Linked DNA regions of Gossypium hirsutum: region 2 is linked to region 1. The links are chromatin contacts, called in public Hi-C maps. All regions are on one chromosome and are shown on one strand. The core of a region is the stretch at or near the end of the contact, and the rest is flanking DNA. Distances in the headings are between cores, read along the strand shown.

The links. A called contact is a pair of places that touch in the nucleus more often than the background predicts.
Region 2: a contact with region 1 is called in a Hi-C map of leaf, with 2.8 times the contacts expected there. The contact joins the promoter of LOC107889227 here to the promoter of LOC107889224 in region 1. A contact is called at or near these places in 13 of 34 Hi-C or Micro-C datasets (anther, callus, hypocotyl and 2 more).

What each region holds. Positions count from the first base shown.
Region 1 is chrA09:66,667,550-66,672,175 of Gossypium_hirsutum_v2.1, forward strand. LOC107889224 (E3 ubiquitin-protein ligase PUB23) reads right to left here and starts at 2,219. Exons shown (of 1, transcript XM_016813577.2): 1 at 550-2,219. The coding sequence starts at 2,023. The coding sequence ends at 779.
Region 2 is chrA09:66,804,558-66,809,183 of Gossypium_hirsutum_v2.1, forward strand. It overlaps LOC107889227 (GTPase LSG1-2), which reads right to left and starts at 2,343. Exons shown (of 7, transcript XM_016813582.2): 1 at 1,915-2,343; 2 at 1,106-1,207; 3 at 935-1,021; 4 at 327-420. The coding sequence starts at 2,138.

The sequences.
Region 1 (4,626 bases), core at 969-3,468:
AAGAAGTTGAAGTGTGAGTGAGGATTTTCTTCTTTGATAATTGGGTGAGTGGTTTTTTAATTATATATTTTATTTTTTATATTTTAAATATGAAAAAATTTCCCAAAACACATTACTTTGAAGTGTAGCATTTTTTTTATTGGTCAATACATTCCAATTGAGTATTTAGTATATTAGTAAATAGTTTAAAATTTTATATTTTATAATATTATTCATGCATCGATTGGTGAACCATGTTTCGGCCGATGTGATTAGTACTGTCCAAAATTTTTATTAGAGCGGAAACGAGTGTTGCTTGTTTTACTTTAGCACTAGAATGGTGTGAATCAGTCAATACGATTGTAATCGATGAGGAACTGACCACTATATTTGTGATATTTAACTTAATCAGTCATTTTATTTTACATATCTATATATGAAATAGTGAATATATATTAATTATATGATTTTTTTAGGTGTTTTTATATTAATTATATTATATGAAAGTGTGTTTATATTACTTATATTTTGAAAAATATAAATTTACATGAGAGAAAAAGATAAAAAGGAAAACCACAAAATTCATCTAAAATTATACGGATTCTCAACAAAAATTCGTGGACATATATCTCCATTAACAAAATTCTCATGGAAAGTGTCTACGTATAGACAAATATTTCATGCCTATTAATTTTGTATGGTTCCAATATTAGTTGCATGGAGATCAGATTTAATTTCCCCCATGCTTGTTTCGATATATCTACATACGCAATAATAAAGAAAAATCAGAGCGCCAATCTCAAGAAGATGGATAAGAAGACAACAAATGAGATGGAATACAAGAATGGTTCCTCCAAACCCTAGAGTGCAACTTCAACATCTCCCTTGCTTTTTCCTTGGTCTTGTAACTACTATCAAGTTGAAGCACTAAACACAGCTTTGCCACTACCCCAACTTGCAACATCTCTTGAAGTACCCTAGATGTTGCTGAAAACCTGCAAATCGATGACAGAATCCTCACTGCCCTCTCGCTTACCACATGCGAAACCCTGAATATTTTCTTCGACACCATTGCTAGCCCCGCTCCGTGGTTCAAGAACTCCGCCCTCCCTTCGGCGCAACCACAGAGCTGGTCCAAAACAACCATCGCCAGCTCCGAAGCTCTCTTGTCGGAGCTTTCGAGAAGAAGCTCGATCAAGACGAACACGGCTCCTCCTTCCACGGCTTTGATCCTGTTCCTTCCCCATGGACAAAGCTCCACCAGGAGTTTCAATGCTGCCTTGGAGGCTTGTTGCGAGATCTGATCACGCAACGTGTGCACGATTTCGGTGAAGAAATCGGGCGTAAGGCTGATCAAATGGATTGGATCTGCCACTTCAAAAATATCCTTCAACAGCATCGTGGCGTATGCTCGAGATTGGTAGCTATCATTTCTCAGGATTTGCACTAAACTCTCCACAAATTCATAATCATTGCTAATAATACTTATTAGACAGCTTTCCGAGACCTTGATATGATAAAGAATGCTCAACGCTTCATCGCTGGCTTTTAAAAATTCGGGCCCTTCATTGCTTTCGGTTTCAAGTAATAACGTAGAATTATAAGTCTTGATGATTGATACAAGGAATTCAACTGCACCAGCAGCTTCCAAGCAGCTTCTGTTTCTTTCACCTTCGAGGGTGATTGATCTGAGCCTTTTAAGGCATTTGACTTGCATCTCAGGGAACTTTTTCGCATCTTTAAGGAGCTTGGCGATCTGGGTTTTGTCGATGGGAGGCTTCGGTGTTGGGATTCTTTCAACTCCATGGGAAGCATTGACTGTGCACCATGCTTGGATCAAACGACGAAGAGTGTGATTTGGAATTAGATCTGAATCGTGTAACACTTGTTTCGTTACCGGACATACCTTGTTCTTGCATGAAAACAACCATTGCTCTATACTGTCTCTATCGTACGTTATTCCAGTTGAGATGGTAACAGGATCTCTCATTAGTTGAAGGGAAATCGGACAAAGAAAAAGGGAAGGAATCTCAATTTCATCCATACTTTTTATATATATGTATTTTGGAGTTACTAAATCTATAGGCAAAAACAAACAAAAACTAGCTTTTATGACACTCTATATATGGAAGATATGATGATGGGAAATAAAAATGGAATGAAATGTAGTTACCTCAAACTCAGTCTGAAATCAAAACACTTGCAAAAATGGCTGGTGGAAGAGAGGGTTAAGGGAGGCATTTTATACATGGAGAGGAGAAAAATGCATAGACAAATGCAAGCTGTTGATAATAAATAAATAAATAAATAAATAAAGTCAAAACACGCAATGCAAAATTAGAGGGAAATGGAGAAAGGGAAATTAATTAGGACCATTTCCAAGGTTTTGAAAGAAGAAAAGCTCAAAAGGGTCTGGCATCGAATAAAAAATTCGAACGACTTTAGTTTAAAGGCATTAAATGGGGAGCTTTGGGGCAGGCGTCGGTGTTGCAACACCCTGCTCCTCAATCCTTATTCCCACTTTGACTTTCTCTCTTTAAATAATACTTTCTCTTATTATCATTTTCAACTCTTTTTTTTTTTTTTAAAGTTAAATAACTTACCAATATATACGCATAAGGATCAGCAGTAGCGATTTATATGTAATAACAGAGTTTGGATTCATTTCTAATTTGTTTTTTAAAAAAAAAAAGGGTTTGTCTTGTTATGGAGGGTTGCATGGGGTGGTGCCGACAGCTCCTCATGTAGCTCGTGGATATCCGCCCCAGTCCCCACGCATTTTATGGGCTGAGCCTTTAAGAAATCCATGCGACTTTTACTTTGGAGGATGAGGTCAACTGAAAACGATTGATTGCACACCCTTCATCAAACACAAATCACTCTGTCGTTAAAAATAAAAATGTTGGTATGCTAAGAGATCGTCTTTAATGACGTTACCGTTTTATAACCTCTACATTTGTGCCAACTGCACTCATCCATGTATCTATTAATTAATTAATTACTCCAATTTTACTCAAGTAGATCTTTTAAGTAAACAAAATTCATATATATCATATATTATCTTTTTTGATTTTTTATATACTCTTAACTCTCAGTATTTAAACTTAAAAGTGAAAGTTTATTTACGTTTATATACAATTATTTCAACAATAATAGTGTGAATCAAATTAAGATTTTACCCGCAATATATTTATATTTAGTATATCAGCATATTTAATAATTTTTTGACAAGTGCATATATGTTCACGTGTTTATTTTATTTTCCAAGCATTTTTTTATATTGCAATTTTCTTTTAATTTTTTTATTTTGTTGATATAAGGATCGACAGGAAAAGGAATGGGAAGGAGATGACTTTGGTTTACGGATGTCAATTCACCTAAAGAGGAAGAGAGTTAAACAAGAACAAGAGGATATATAAATTGAGGATGTAAGTATAAAGTTGTTTAGAGTAACTTTAGGGTGTCTAGTAGTTTGATCCTTTTTACATTGCTTGCTAGCTCTTTATAGAAAAGGTCTTTTTTGTACATTAGATATGGCAAGATAAACATTTAATCTTGCTTAATGCATAAAAGAAAATCATGGGTGTATACTGTGGGGACTCTATTAATACGAGATTATTATGCTTGAATAGACTCCTTAACATGTCGAGAGTGTGTTCACCCCTCTGTCGAGCGGATGATCTAGTTGAACACCTCTTTAAATCATGATCAATATCAGGTCCATATTATCTAAGAAGTTGATGCATGTTTGCATGACAAAAGTATCTAAGAAGTTGATGCATGTTTGCATGACAAAAGGATATAATATATTAATATTTCACTTTTTTGAGCATATAGTAATATTTTCTTTATATTGCATTTTTTTTTAATTTCAATTTGAGATGAAAGTATGGTTTATTTTATCCATAAACTTTTTCCTAATGGTAACAAAATTAATCTTGTGGAGATTGAAATTCAAGAATTTAAGGAATATAGAGAGCCAATTACATACCAAATTAATATTATTATGTATATTGTGATTCAAGATGTGAGATTTATTTATAATTTTTTTATAATAATTATTTATTTATAAAATATTATCATTAGAAGTCTACGTAACACATGGAACACCTAGATCTAGATTTAAGTATATAAAAAAATATAGGCCAAAAGTCTTTTCCGTTTCATGAGAAAAAGTCCATGATTGTTAGCATAATTTAAGTAATACATGTATATCTGAATATAAAGTATTAACATTATGGATATATCCTTTATATAAAAAATTATCCCACGACTTTAAAGAAAAAAAAAGGATTTAATGAGAAATGCATATATTTGATGGATTCATAATTGTCTGAAATAAACAAGAGTTGGATGTTTTGATATATAGAGGAAATAGGCAATGCAATAAAACAAATGTCCAAGTTGAAAGCCGAGATCGTTTGGCTAAGATGTATGTTGAGAGGCAATTAAGGAAGGGGAGCACAAGTTGCGGATAATAGGGCATTGGGATAAGGGAGTGGTCAATCGGCCTGAGCTGTATATCTTGGGATCCAGGAATGAGACAATTGATTATCGGGCAGTGCCGGCGCCAGACATGGCCATTGTCCGCCAATCAATTCCTACTTATTTATTATCAAAGGATAAGGATTCCTTATTATTATAACT
Region 2 (4,626 bases), core at 1,093-3,592, 140 kb after region 1:
CTTGTTTTACAATAATAGATAAGAATATATTGTTCCAGAGTGACTTCTAGATGGATGTAGGAACTAGGGTGAGTGTATATGATAATTGATAAAGCTTTTTATGTTAGAAATTAGGGACTCACTTCTCCAGATAAGGTTTTTCTTATGTTTTTCATCTAGCACCTGCACCCTGCAATACTGCCTCATGTGCCTTAGACAACACTGCTTTAAGAAAATCAACCTATCGCAACTTCATCGTATGTTTAACGACAAGCATAATGTAGAAAGTTATTTACGTTTCACCTTCAAAAAACAGTAAGTTCATTAGAAGAGACAAAAAATCTTACCAAATCACAGCGTTCAAGGACCCGCCAAAGCTGCCTCCAGATATCCAAGTTCTTCTCAAATGGAGTGAGAACAAGCTTTTCATTCTCCTCGAGTCTGCAACAAACACAAGGGCATGAGAATACAATCAATCCAAGTCTCTATATGCTAACATTTGCAAATCTAAAATGCATAAAACATGATGAGTCAATCCTATAATAAAATGCTCACACATGTCAACAGGCTTATTCAAAGTATGCTTCTCTTCAAACATGATTCAAACACTCTCATCCACAGAAAAGTAGAGGGGCAAGGACCTTTAAGCCAGCCCTGAAAAATAACCATAAGTGGAAAACTAACCCTGAATGTACAACACCAAATCGTATAGAGATGATGAAATTTTTGTTTCAATTTGGCTTGTTATAGCAGGTATATTTTATTATTTACTTTGTCTGACCTGGTTGAACACTGCATTTGGACCTATCGCAGGATATATTCTTGACAGTATTAATCAACTTGTCCTTCCCTAATTAAATATTTATTTTTTGCAAGTATTTATCACATAATTTTCTGTTGACCCTTTTTTAAATAATTGGAAAGAAGATCATGTTCATTTTAGTCATGGCCTAACCTTGCTAAGCTCCGGCGCCAAACTAAGAACGCTTGCTTCTCATTGGCATCTAGCTCTTCAACAGACATTGCTGCAGTCCATGGTGGCCTATATGAAAAGAAAGAAAACTCTTTAGTTTCCAATCATACATATGATACTCGATTTGAGTTTTGGCAAAAGAATAAGACATGCCTGCGCGGAACTCGGAGACTACTAGCATGCAGTGCTTCCTCTTTCTTCTGCTGTTCTCTTCTTTCTTCAGGTGTCATATCGCTGATGCTTGAGCTCACATCCCTAGTAAAAAACAACAGATATCAGATAAACCACTGGGTACTGGTATCAAAAGCATTGGCTTGGACATGGTAAAGCTTAAAAGAAACAGAAAAAAGTCCAGGAATCACTCACTATATATAGAATGCTCAGAAAAGTGAAGTAGGGGAACTAAATATACGGGCAAAAACTATGATTAACACATTCAACTTAAACATGGGTTAGATACTTACCTGCAACCATCTCCAAAAATAGTGGGATGGTGGAATTGATGGGATTATGGGACTAAATAAAATCTCAAAAAGGCAAAGTAGCATAAGTACTAATTCACAAGAACATTGTTCCGGTAATGTTAGTGCAAAAAAGTTATACTACTAGCCTATAGAACAGAGCCCTTTGAACAATAAATTAAACCAATCTAAGTCCCTAAAAATACTTGCAACAGACGTACCCTCAACCATGAATCTCACGTAAATGGTATTACAATCAAAGTCCAAGCCTTAAAAACATAAGAAACAGAAACAAAAACTTTCAGAAATTTAAAAAAAAAGATAAAAAAATAAAAACCCAAATATGCAACCAACCAATTACTTCAAAAGGCAATATCTTTACACGAAAAAACCCAAACTTCTACTAACTTAAAAAACACGGTTACTGTTTTACAACTAATATTAAACCTATATCATCATGTAAAAAAAAAAAAAGAAGAAGAAGACTTAGGCAAAGCTTACAAATTGATGAGGGGGTTAGGGGTGGGGTGGTGGATAGAGAAAAGTTGATCAGCTTCCTCAACCTGCTCGATGACAGCATCGATGTTGCTAACTTCGGTTACCGATTCCAATACTTTCTTATGTTGGCTCTTATAAAACCTTCCCTTCTCTTTGGATTGCTGTATCATTGCATTGTGATGCTTCACCAGGGCTCTCCCTACCCCTGACTTCTCGTTCTTCCCCATTTTTCCTTGATTCAGATTCAGATAAATATCTCCCAAAGAAAAGAATACCCTACTGAATTTGCCAGGAGATTGAGAAGATTGCAGAAAAAACGAGAATTCTAGGGTTTGGAGGCTTGAAGTTGGTGGTTTAGAGCCTTCTGAGTTCTGATTGAGTCTACACTCTACACCGCCATCTCCATTAAAGGGTTCGAAATTATTAGCCCAATTATCCAACATCAATATCCAGTCCAGGCCCATATATATCATATTAACTTGTATCTCTATATCATTTATTAAACTTAAATGTCATCTATCAATTGGATCTCACTTAATGAATTATCAAAAATAAATCCGATCTCACTCAATTATCAAAAGAAAATCATTTTATTTAAAAATTAAATTATATAATTATATGAATATTTTTTTTATATTTTTATAAATCAATAAAAATTTATCCATAATAAGATTTGAGAAATTTGTACTAAGACGTCACGCATCTAAATTTTTTTTACCAATTAAATCAAAACAATTTTTAGTTTTTATATCAAAATTTAATAAATATATTTGTTATATAAATTTAATTTTATGTTTGTATATATTAATAATATTGTTAATTTAGTCAGTATCATAAATTAACTCGATACTAACTCAGGATTGATAACAACACAACAATAAACAATTGTATATATATTTTTATTTTGATATTGTATACATTTTATGTGTTATTATTAATTAGTTCCAAATTATACATTTTAGTTTTTATTATATGTTATTTTTAAACAGACATTTATGTTTTGGATCATCTAACTTAAGATTAATGTGTCAACTAAAGATTGTTTTGAAGGTAAGTTTTGTAGCCATGTGTTTATCAAATATGGTTGGAGTTGTAATTGTTAACAATTAGCCCAAAGAGGCAAGTAATGGTTTTGACTTATGACAAATGTTTATCTAGTTTTTATTAAAATAATAAAATTTTTTAAGTTCATGTAATAATTTATTCTTTTGAACTTTAAAAATTTATAATTTAATTACAACCCTTTTAAAATGATTAACTTATAATTTAATCTCTAAAAATTGTAAAAAATTTTAAATTAATAAAATTACATTTTAATCTTTTCAAATGTTTATAATTTAATTCTGTCTTTGAGGCGTATTTGATATAAGGCCTTAATAGTGAAGATATCAACTGAACTTTACGTGTCTACCAGAATCCACTTCATTATCCAATATTTCTCGTTCATCTACCTCCGAGAATTGAAGCTACCAAGAAGAGGAGGCTTTGGGCTTTTTCAACAGAGTAGCAACAGACAATGTTTTGGAGACAGGCCTTCCGTTTAGAGTTAGAGGTGGTCCATTCTACATTGCCTCTAATCAAGACATTAATAACCCCTCATGCAGGCTATTGCCCTTGTCATATTTTTGAGCATCAGATGGTCCCGCCTCCCTATCATGGGATTGGTTCCTCTAATATAGCTCTTAGGTTAGAAATTGTTTCAAATGGCCCTACCGGATGGTTGACTCATAGGCGGAGGGTTTCTAGTATACCCTAATGCTTAATCTAGATAAAAAAAATATTTTCCGGAGAGGAAGTGAGCTCATGATAACTATGGAAGCAACAGTAAGGAGCCTTGTTCATTTGAATTTGATAGCCTCTATTGTCTCAAGTGTCTAAGCAAGCAGGGGATGTAACAACTCGATTTTTAGGGATGTTAGAAATGACGGTTTCGGAACCTCATTTTCATAAATCGGGTCTGCAAATATTTATAGAGTTGGTAAAAAAGTATATTAAAGTTTGGTCTAGTAATTTTGTTGAATTAATAGTTAATTTAGGCACATGGACTAAATTGTAAAAGTTTTATCACTATAGGTTTTTAATTGGCCAAATGTTTAAGGACTTAAGTTGCAATTAGCCAGAGGTCCAAAATGAAAATCAAACCATTTTGGAATATGTGATAGTAAAAGATGACGGGGAATTGCATTTAGATAGATTAATAGCTAATTAAGTTAAACCAATCCTGATTTAATTAACTAAGTAAGCTTAATTAACAAATAATCAATGTATAAAAGGAATAAGTTAGTGGGATTTTTGTATCTTCTTCATTCTCCTAGTCGGCCAAGCTTTGAAAACCTAAGAAAAACCATTTTTGAAGCTTTCAACTTTCGGTCCTTGATTGGTAAGTAATTTTAGGTAATTTTCTTGTAATTTTTGTGTTTTTTGAGGTCATAAGAGTTTGGTTTAGCCAACCCATGTACCAATTTGTAAAACTGTTAAAGTTTTTGAATGTTGTTATTGTTGATTTTTTGAAGAATTTGGTGTATTGGTAGTATGGTGGGAGAGTGTCTTTAGGTAGCGAAGATAAAGCACCATGTGGAGTTTGAGATTGGCGTGGTGTCGTTTAATTGGGATTGAGGGCTGGTTGCTCTATAGCCAACGTAGGTGGCTGAGTTTGCGTTTGGTTTGAAGGAAGCTCTGTTGTAAGGTTTTCTAGGTTTGTTGGGTTAAGAGGGG